Regions from separate parts of the Mus musculus genome. Here region 2 is linked to region 1. A link is a contact called in public Hi-C data. All regions are on one chromosome and are shown on one strand. The core of a region is the stretch at or near the end of the contact, and the rest is flanking DNA. Distances in the headings are between cores, read along the strand shown.

Region 1 (4,822 bases), core at 60-2,559:
CAGGCCTTCCTGTCAGGCTTCTGGATAAGCCCTCAGGGAAATGGCTGGAATTTACACTGAACTCTACCATGATCAGATTCTGTTCTTATGCCATGTTTTCCTCTTAAATAAAATGGACTGTCCCATACAAACAAAAGAGTCGATCCCATAGGGTGAGCCCAGTCTATCTCATTAAGCCCTTCATATCACGGTTAGAAAGTCTGGAGCGGGCTGGAAAGATGGTTCAGTGGTTAAGAGCACTGACCGCTCTCCCTAGAGTTCAATTCCCAGCAACAATGTGGTGGCTCACAACCATCTGTATTGGGATCTGATGCCCTTTTCTGGTGGATCTGAACACAGTGAGAGTGTACTAACATATATTAAATAAATCAATACAAAAATCTTAAAGGAGGAGGAGGAGGAGGAGGAGGAGGAGGAGGAGGAGGAGGAGGAGGAGGAGAAGAAGAAGAAGAAGAAGAAGAAGAAGAAGAAGAAGAAGAAGAAGAAGAAGAAGAAGAAGAAGAAAGAGGAAGAAGAAGAGGAGGAGGAAGAAGAAAGAAAGTCTAGAGCAAACACCTTATCAACTAAGTTTAGACAAAGGCTCCCATGCCAGGAGAGCTTTCAGCTTCAGATCCCAGGAGCAGGCAGCAGGCAAGTGTACTACAGAGAGTGGTATCTGCTGTTTTGTGCACAAATGAGGTTTGGTCAACTGTCCTCACCTAGTTCTCTCTCACCCAGTCTTGATGCAGCCCCTCCTCTTGACTGCTTCTCTCTCTCTCCCTCTCCCTCTCTCTCTCCCTCTCCCTCTCCCTCCCTTCCCCTTCCCTCCCCCTCCCCCTCCCCTCCTCTATCTCTTCTCCCTCTTATTCTGTGCAGGTCCCTTCTTCTTCCCAGCTCTGAGACCTAAGTCTCCAAGTCATTTCTCCTCCATCTGTCCCTGCTCTCCACTGGATCTCATTAAAGTTACGGGTTTATACCTGTGTGCTAATGGTGCCGCTATTTATATCTGCAACTCTTGGAGTGATCAAATCAGTCACACAGATGTCTAACCGAAACCACAGACACAGTAAACCCTGTCTTCTCTTAATGAGTGGGCGACCACATCAAAGTGCACCCCTGCATATGAGCCCCGATAACCCCTCTTCTGTCCAAGTCTCCAAATTGCCAGCTCTAGTAGTCTTTTGAGTTTCCAGCCTCCGCCCTCCTTTCTTGCAGTGTTTTCTCCGTGAGGCAGCTACAATCTTTAACAACAGGCATACCACCACATCCTACCGCTGTTGTACTCAAGCCCTCCCAGAGTCACACCAGGAAGAAAGCCAGAGTGCCCGCCTCTCTGAGCCCAGCGCCCAGCGGGATCAGCTGCTCCTGCCTGCCCCACCCCCACCCGTTGCCCGCCTTGGTCTGCAGGGAAATTCGTTTTCTCTCTTGAATGTGGCTCCAAGCTGCACACTGGAATCCCTCTGCCCAAGGCTCTGTCGGCTCCCTACAGACAGCCCGTGCCTATCTGAACAAGGTGCCCACTGCATCCTGCTCCTGCATGGTGGGGTTTTTCTTTGCTACACTCATCACTATTTGTGTCATAGGCAATTTGTCTTCCTCAGAAAAATGTGAAGCTCCTAAAAAACGGATTTTCTTTTCTTTTTTGTCCAGTGTTTTTCTTTCCCTCAGGACACAGAATGCTACAGTGCCTGGCACCTGGTGAAAGATGAGTCAATATTTATAAATGTTGCCTAAACACATGCACACACACAGGAAAATAAAATACACATTTGTGTAACATGTTGCCTGTGTCCAGTTCTGTGAGTTTTAAACTTTTGGGTTTAATGCTAAATGATTCTTAAAAAAAATCAGGTAGTAGAAAAAAAAAAATCACTGTGCTAGAAAATTGAGAACATTTAGTTAACGCATGGCACTGTATCTCAGGACTCTGATATAAGAGATTTCAGAATTTTAGCTAAGAGGGGGCTGGAGAAGGACTGTAGGATCCTGCCCCACCAGACAGACTTTTCCTTGAGGATACTGGAGGACTCGGCAGAGACTCTCCATCCCCGTTCCTCTCCTAGGAGCATTTATGGGAACAGTTCCTCCCAACCCACGTCCTGTGGGCTCACCTGTTCCAGGCTTACCCACTTCCCTTTGCAGGACAGTCTGACAGGAATTTGCCGTGCCATTGTTGGAGCAGATTCCCTCTATATCATCACAGAATTTTAACAACTACGTTGATGATGGCACATGAGCATTAGTGATGCTTGAACTTTTGCCAGATGGAGTCTGGGAGGCTGCGCTGTGCGGCCAGGATACATAGTCTAATGTTCCAGTCTCCAACACAGAAAGCACGACCCTAGGAGCCATTTAACTCACCTCTTAAGCTCTCTAGCCACAGTTCAGTGCCAGAGAATGGATCTAGATGGTCTGCACTTTTCTCTGTGGTGTCTGATCACACAGAGAAGCACGCCATCACAGAAACAATCCTTTAGCTCTGAGGCATTATGCAATTTACTTACTTCTCATTAAATCCACATAGCACCATGACGAAGTAGGCCTGCTGTTATCCTGATTGCTCAGAAGAAGACACAAAGGCATAGAGAGGTTGAACTTTGTCCAGGGTCTCACGGAGCAGGTGAGCAGCAGAGCTGGACGCGATGTTTTGCCATCCTGTGATCCTGGACCCGTCCTGCTGATCATCATGGGGGAGAGGGGCACTCTCTCCATGAACCATGGACAGGAGAGGCTCCCACAGACCCACGGAGCACCTTCCCTCAGTACAGACGAGAGGCTGCAGCCAAGAAGGTGTGATTTGTCTGTTACACTTACAGGCACAGGCAGAAGCAATATGGAGTCTCCTCACAACTTGATAATGTCGTCAAGTGAATTCTCAAGGATGGACATTTCTGCAAGAGCCTTTGGGCATGCTTGCTTCTCTTTTGCTCAATATATATGTATTTATATATGTACACGCACACACACACACACACACATATATACACATATGTATATATGTGTCTTAGTCAGGGTTTCTATTCCTGCACAAACATTATGACCAAGAAGCAAGTTGGGGAGGAAAGGGTTTATTCAGCTAACACTTCCATATCACCAAAGGAATCCAGGACTGGAACTCTGGCAGGACAGGAAGCAGGAGCTGATGCAGAGGCCATGGAGGGATGTTCTTTACTGGCTTGCCTCCCCTGGTTTGCTCAGCCTGCTCTCTTATAGAACCCAGGACTACCAGCCCAGGGATGGCACCACCCACAATGGGCCCTCCCTGCCTTGATCACTAATTGAGAAAATGCCTTACAGCTGGATCTCATGGAGGCATTTCCTCAAGGGAGGCTCCTTTCTCTGTGATAACTCCAGTCTGTGTCAAGTTGACACACAAAACCAGCCAGTACAATATGACTTTGTATGTATCTCCTTTGCATTAGATCTACACCCTTAAAGACAGCTTAAGGTGTCTTAAATTTTTATTTGGAATTTGGATAGAGTACAACCCAGCTTCCATAAGGATGCTACTGGTTGCCATTGTGAGGTCCGAGTTCTCCTCCATGGGAACTTTCCCCACAAGTCCCCAGCAAACTGAACCGGCATACACTGAGGCTGACTTGAAGGATTTACATTTAGCCTCTCCTCCACACTGCAGTCTACACATCTGAATTTTAGGTTTTTGGATTAAGGCAGTATTCTCTCATGCACACTGGGATTACCTGAGACTTCAAAAAAAAAAAAAAAACTTCTTGTCTTTTAAGTTGCATGTATGTGTATGCATGTGCACAACAGTGAGGATGCCCGAGGAGTCCAGGGACATCAGATCCCCTTGGAGTTAGAGTTATGAGGAATTGTGAGTCATCTGACCTAGGTGCTGGGAACCAAACTCAGGCCCTCTGCAAGAGCAAGAGATGCTGGTACTTCCTGAACCATCTCACCAGTCCCCAACACCCAAACACTTAAAAACTGCGCCCACACCACATTGAAGCCATTCACTGGCTATGTAAAGTAGGAACATGATGTGGCAATTGTCTACTTCTAGAATGCTAGCCAAGCTGCTGTACCTTACCACTGCAGACATTTGGTGGTTTTGTTGAAAACAGCCCAATGTGTGATGCTTAGACTTCCAAAATGAGGGTGGTCCTGAGACACATCCGCCCCACAAGCCAATTCCTTTCTTCCTATACTCTCTGGAGAGCTTGCCTGCCTCTCCTTGGGGGTGGGGATTCCTCTATGTAGAGCAAGTCTGTGGAAGACTACTATCTATCTACTACTACTATCTCTAGATTGTTTTACTTCCAACAGCTCATCAACTTTGAAAAGCTATTAACATGTCACAGTACTGAAAAGGCATATGACACCAAGTAAACTGGGGACAGGGAACAAGACTTCATAGTTCCCCATTTCAGCCTCTCAGGCTCCCTTCCTGCTCTTACCAGCTGTGAGTCTTGGAGTTGCTAATGTGGAGACAGCTTATGTACATTTAAGCTAAGGCTACTGCGATGAACATTGTCACCTTGAGAGATTTTAGAATGATCTGGCAACAGCCTCTGGGCATGCGTGTGAGGGGGTTCCTAGACTAGGTCACCCAGGTGGAGAAACCCAGGCTACCTATGCCTAGCACCATCCCATGGGCTGCAGAACTGGGTAGACTATAAAGGAGAACTGAGCTGAGTACTGGTGTCCATCTCTGCTTCTTAACTCTGGATGCAGTGTGTCAGATGCCTCATACTCCTGCTGCCGTGGCATCTCCACCACGATGATGGACAGTCAAACTGTGAGCCAAATATGAGCCCCATCTTCCTTGAGTCCCCTTTGTCAGGATTTTTTTTCAGAGCCACAAGAACAGTATCTAAGAATT
Region 2 (4,450 bases), core at 1,872-4,371, 360 kb after region 1:
AGGAATGGACTGAAGCTGCTGGTTTGTGTGTGGTGTCTGCCTGCCTAAAAGACTGGTCTACAGCTGCTGAGTCATATTTGGTGTTTGCTACAGGACTGAGCTGCTGCCAAAGAAGATAGAGCTCAACCCACAGAACTATGGCTGAACAGGTCCACTTCCCCCATATCCTAATTCCACTACCTCTGGTGGGTGGTGGGCTAGAGGAGAGGTTGAACACTACAAAGGTAGGTTGCAAAACATTTATGCCTACAACCTTCCTTTAACAACAACAGATGTTCATCACCGTATAAATGACCAAAAGCCATCCAAACCCACCTCCTGGGAATGGAGGTGTTGGTCTCTTTAAATTGTTTCCTGCTGTCTGGTGGCATTGGTTTCTTTTGAAAGCCAAAAGAAAATTGGGATGTTGGCCAGTCTTAAGAAAGATGGACAACATTTGTTGTCCAGTCTCTGTGTGCTGAAAAAGTTCAGGCCTTAAATGAAGTCCTGCCTGGAACCGTCGAGAGGCTGGACCAACTCGGTTCAGGAACTTTGAAGCTGTCCTGGAAGCAAGTTTTGATGTGACAGTTAATGAGGTAGTCTGGGGTTGGATGAAGCAGGATGCCAGCATAAATGTGTCTTAATATTTTAGCATCCTTTTCAGCATCCTCACGGTGTATCTTGTCAGGGCTGCTTTAACTTCATTGGTGTCTATAAACATATAAACTTTCACAGGTAATATACATTTCTGCAGTAACATATGTATGGAATTGCAGTGTGCACAATTAACTAATGATGTTTTTTTTTGTTTTGTTTTTTGTTGCTTTTTTGTTTGTTTGCTTTCTGTATGAGCAGGTAACACAACTGCCTTTCTCTTATAAGTTAGCTTGGATATATAACCAAGCTAATAAATTTTTATCCATGCCATGTCTTGTTTTTTGTTTGTTTGGTTTGGTTTGGGTTTTGGGGGTTTGAGGGGGGGTTGTTTGGTTGGTTGGTTTTTTGTTTTGGGGGGGTTGGGTGTTTTTGTTTTTGTTTTTGTTTTATTTTTGAGACAGGGTTTCTCTGTGTAGCTTTGGCTTTGTAGACCAGGCTGGCCTTGAACTCACAGAGATCCACCTACCTCTGCCTCCCAAGTGGTGGGATTAAATGTTGGGTCACCACTGCCCAGTGCCGCCCCCTGCCCATGGATAAGTCTTGATGACCATGTAGCCAACAAGATTTTTTGGCTATGCTTTGTTGAAGTTTTAACTAAAGACATTTCACGTCTTAGCCAGTCTCAGAGCTGTTCCCAAGTAGAGGGACCAACAATAGTTACCTGTTTTGTTGGTCTTCATGATTTCTTTCTTTCTGACTGCAGTCACAATCTTTAGGAGGTCTCAGTTGGTCTAATCTGATTTTTATTCATTTTGAAGGAATCCATAGATTTTCCTGATGAAATAAGAGTATATTCTCTTCCCCAATGCAACACATTCCCTGCCTCCCATTCTGAGGTTACCACATGTTTATGCTGATCTAATTCAGCAGTCCAGTGCTTCTCAGCAGCTGTGTTATAAAGCATTATTTAATCTATCTGTGGGACATTCCATAGTCCCCTTCTGTTCTGTGAGCATTTCCTTTAAAGTCCTGTTAGATCTCTCCATAACTGTTTGACCTGTAGGATTATAAGATACATCTGTAACATTTTTTATGCCATATGTCTGAAAAGTTGTTGTATTCTAAAGGATACACATTTTGACATATCATCAGGTTCAATCTGTAAAGACATTTTCCAAGAAAGCCATCGCCTCTAATAAATGTGCAGTCTCAGAATCAGCCTTTTCAGAACTCAGAGCAGAATCATTCTGATATTCTGAGTATCAACTTTATGATACATTAACATATGTACATATATTAATTATCCAATGTCTACAAAACATGTAATCTAGTGTATGTCACTGCTCTAAGGTAGCATCATTAAGGAGAATCTAGATCCTTAACTAGGATATTGTATCTCTATGGGCTGCTCATCTACTTCCTCAAGCCTGTGTGGATTTTTCTCATCTGGAACTATCTTTTCTGCTGTCACTGTAGGATCCAGGTTGAGTTCTTCTCAAGATCTGTGATTCTGATTTAAAGAATCCTCTCACCTCTGTACTATGGCCTGTAACTAGTGTTCCATCTCTCAGTCCTCTCCTGATCTAAGTCTGCATTATTTTGATCTTCCTTTAAAGGGATATATAAAATTGTACCACTACTGAACATATAAGTATTTTTATGTTGACAGTCAAAACAAAACTATATGGGGTCCAAATGCCTTCTTCTATCGTGTTTTCCATATTTTTGCATGGAAAATATTTCCTTTTTTAATCTCTCTAAGTTTCTCCTTCCTCTGGAGATTTCAGTTTATTTTTCTCTCTCTTTGTTTTAGAGACTTATCTTCCAGGTGTATTTATTTATTTCTCTCTTAATGCTTTCTAAGCTTAATATTGTTTCCTGTACATAAGTTTTCTTAAACTCTTTTCCATCTTTATGTGGCTGTTCTTTTTAAGTTATTTTTCTCTTTATGAACTTCATTTTGTTAATTTCAAACTATTTATTTGTCTATGATGTTTTATACCCAGTCTCTCTCTCTCTCTCTTTTAATTTAGCATTCAAGCACAAATCTGATTTCTTCTGTGTGTTCCGTCTCCCTCTGCTGTTTAGGTTAGGACACTGCAGTGATTAGTTCTGCCCCTGTCTTTCCACTCACAGGGAGAGGTAGAAACTGCAGCATCTGTGTTTGGGGACCTCTCTGGGCTGCCATGCATTCTGCCATCTGTCTTGAGCTCTCATGCCACTCTGCTACACTGGGCTGAGTTGGTGTTTGCCAGGTCATGGCAAGCCTAATCCTCTGATCTGGGGCTCCCGGTTGCCAGAGGCTTCTGTTATCCCCATCAGCCTTGTGATCCTCCCAGCTCTGGGGCACTGCTCTCCCGATGCCTGGCCCCTCCCCATCAGCAGGCTTTTCCCACTTTGCACAGATGCTTTGGGAGAAACGCAGTGCAGCCCTGGAACCCACCAGCTGTGTTAGCTCGTGGCTAACCTTAGAGCTGCACATGAATCTGGGATGCTAGTATGTGCTGAAGGCAGGCTTGTCCCAGAGCTGTTGCTAGGAAACCATTACAAGTCGCTGCCTCCTGGGTGCTAGTGCTAATCTTCAGGCACAGGAGTTCATCCCTTGGCAGGTCCTGTGTCTATCTAGGAACCTGCTCTGTTCCTGGGGAGTGCTTGTTCTCTTGCCTTTCACCAGGCTTGGATTCTATGCCCCCATGTTGGGTGCCAAATAAACACAGTAATTAAGGATGTAAGGCTTGTCTGTTCCTGTTCTAACCCATTTTAGCTCCCAAATACTTGACACAGAACCCTATGATTAACAAGCTTTAAGCACTATGACTAGCAGATATTCATCTACTCTAACCCTCTCAGCTACCTGTTTCCCACTCACACAGCCCTTTACCTTCAATCTGAGTCTCACCTTGGCTTATTCTGTTCCATGTGTGTCCTCATGGCAAATCCCTTGGTGACATGCTCATCATGACTCCTCCTGGACCCTCTGCCTCAACCCCAGCTCTCCACATGGTCTCTCTACCTCTTCTCTTTCCCCGTGGTCCTTCTCCTACTTCTCTCTTCCTGGGACCCTGGTCCTGGCCCTGCCTTCTCTGCGCAGTTATGGACCGATTAGTTTTTTATTAACAAATCAGAGAAAATTGGGGAGCAGTCTTTATACAACATTGATACAGGAGATGATTTAGTAATCAAGACAATCCCACGGTCTGTACTGTAACCAAATCTCTGGGCAAAGAAATCAACATCTGAATACACAGTGCACAAAGCCATTCTCCAACACATACTGGTTTTATTTCATTTACTTTTACAAAACAGTGTTTAATACTTTCTCACATTTTTTATGCAGATACATAAGTAACATGTGGAAAGGAAGAATAACACCTCTCTAACACAAAGTAACTGATGCCAACATCCTGGGTGCTGGGCACCATGGAAGATATTTATTTATCACCATCAGAATCCCCCCAGGTTACTCACTTTCATGTTTTCTATCTCATTTTCCATCTCAGTGTTCTTTTCAGGAGGGGCTCTGCCTGAACCCCCACTCTCATCTTCAAGAGAAGCTCTGCCTGAAGCACCCCTCTCAGTCACAGGAGGGGCTATGCCTGCACCCCACTTCCCAGCATCAGGAGGGACTCTGCCTGAACCCCACTTCTCAGCATCAGGAGAGGCTCTGCTTAAACCCCACCTCTCAGCAAAAGAAAGGGCTCTGCTTGAATCCCATCTCTCAAAACTATCAGGAGGGCCTTCGCCTAAACTATCCTTGTTTTCTGGCACCTGCTGTTCAGTCGTCTCCCAAGTAGATTTCATTGGTGTGTCCTGGGTTTCTGGAAGCTTCAATGACAACAATCCACTCAGTATGGCCAGGATCCCAAATAAAATC

Evidence for each region. Hi-C and Micro-C count contacts between places; a contact is called where the count stands out from the background.
Region 2: a contact with region 1 is called in a Hi-C map of cortical neurons, with 2.8 times the contacts expected there. The contact joins two enhancer-like sites. A contact is called at or near these places in 2 of 484 Hi-C or Micro-C datasets (cerebral cortex and cortical neurons) and 1 of 115 datasets of contacts at active chromatin or transcription factors (embryonic stem cells).

What each region holds. Positions count from the first base shown.
Region 1 is chr10:40,966,083-40,970,904 of GRCm38.p6, reverse strand. No RefSeq gene overlaps it. Among named protein-coding and RNA genes, the nearest start is that of Gm48057, 67 kb to the left of the region's middle. Within about 2 kb of position 1,309, at least 70 of the 459 cell types and tissues checked have an H3K27ac peak or open chromatin away from gene starts, as enhancers often do. A contact at or near this core is called in cortical neurons, where this site is marked.
Region 2 is chr10:40,603,517-40,607,966 of GRCm38.p6, reverse strand. It overlaps Slc22a16 (solute carrier family 22 (organic cation transporter), member 16), which reads right to left. Exons shown (of 8, transcript NM_027572.1): 8 at 3,835-4,449. The coding sequence ends at 4,021. Among named protein-coding and RNA genes, the nearest start is that of Ddo, 24 kb to the left of the region's middle. Within about 2 kb of position 3,121, at least 7 of the 459 cell types and tissues checked have an H3K27ac peak or open chromatin away from gene starts, as enhancers often do. A contact at or near this core is called in cortical neurons, where this site is marked.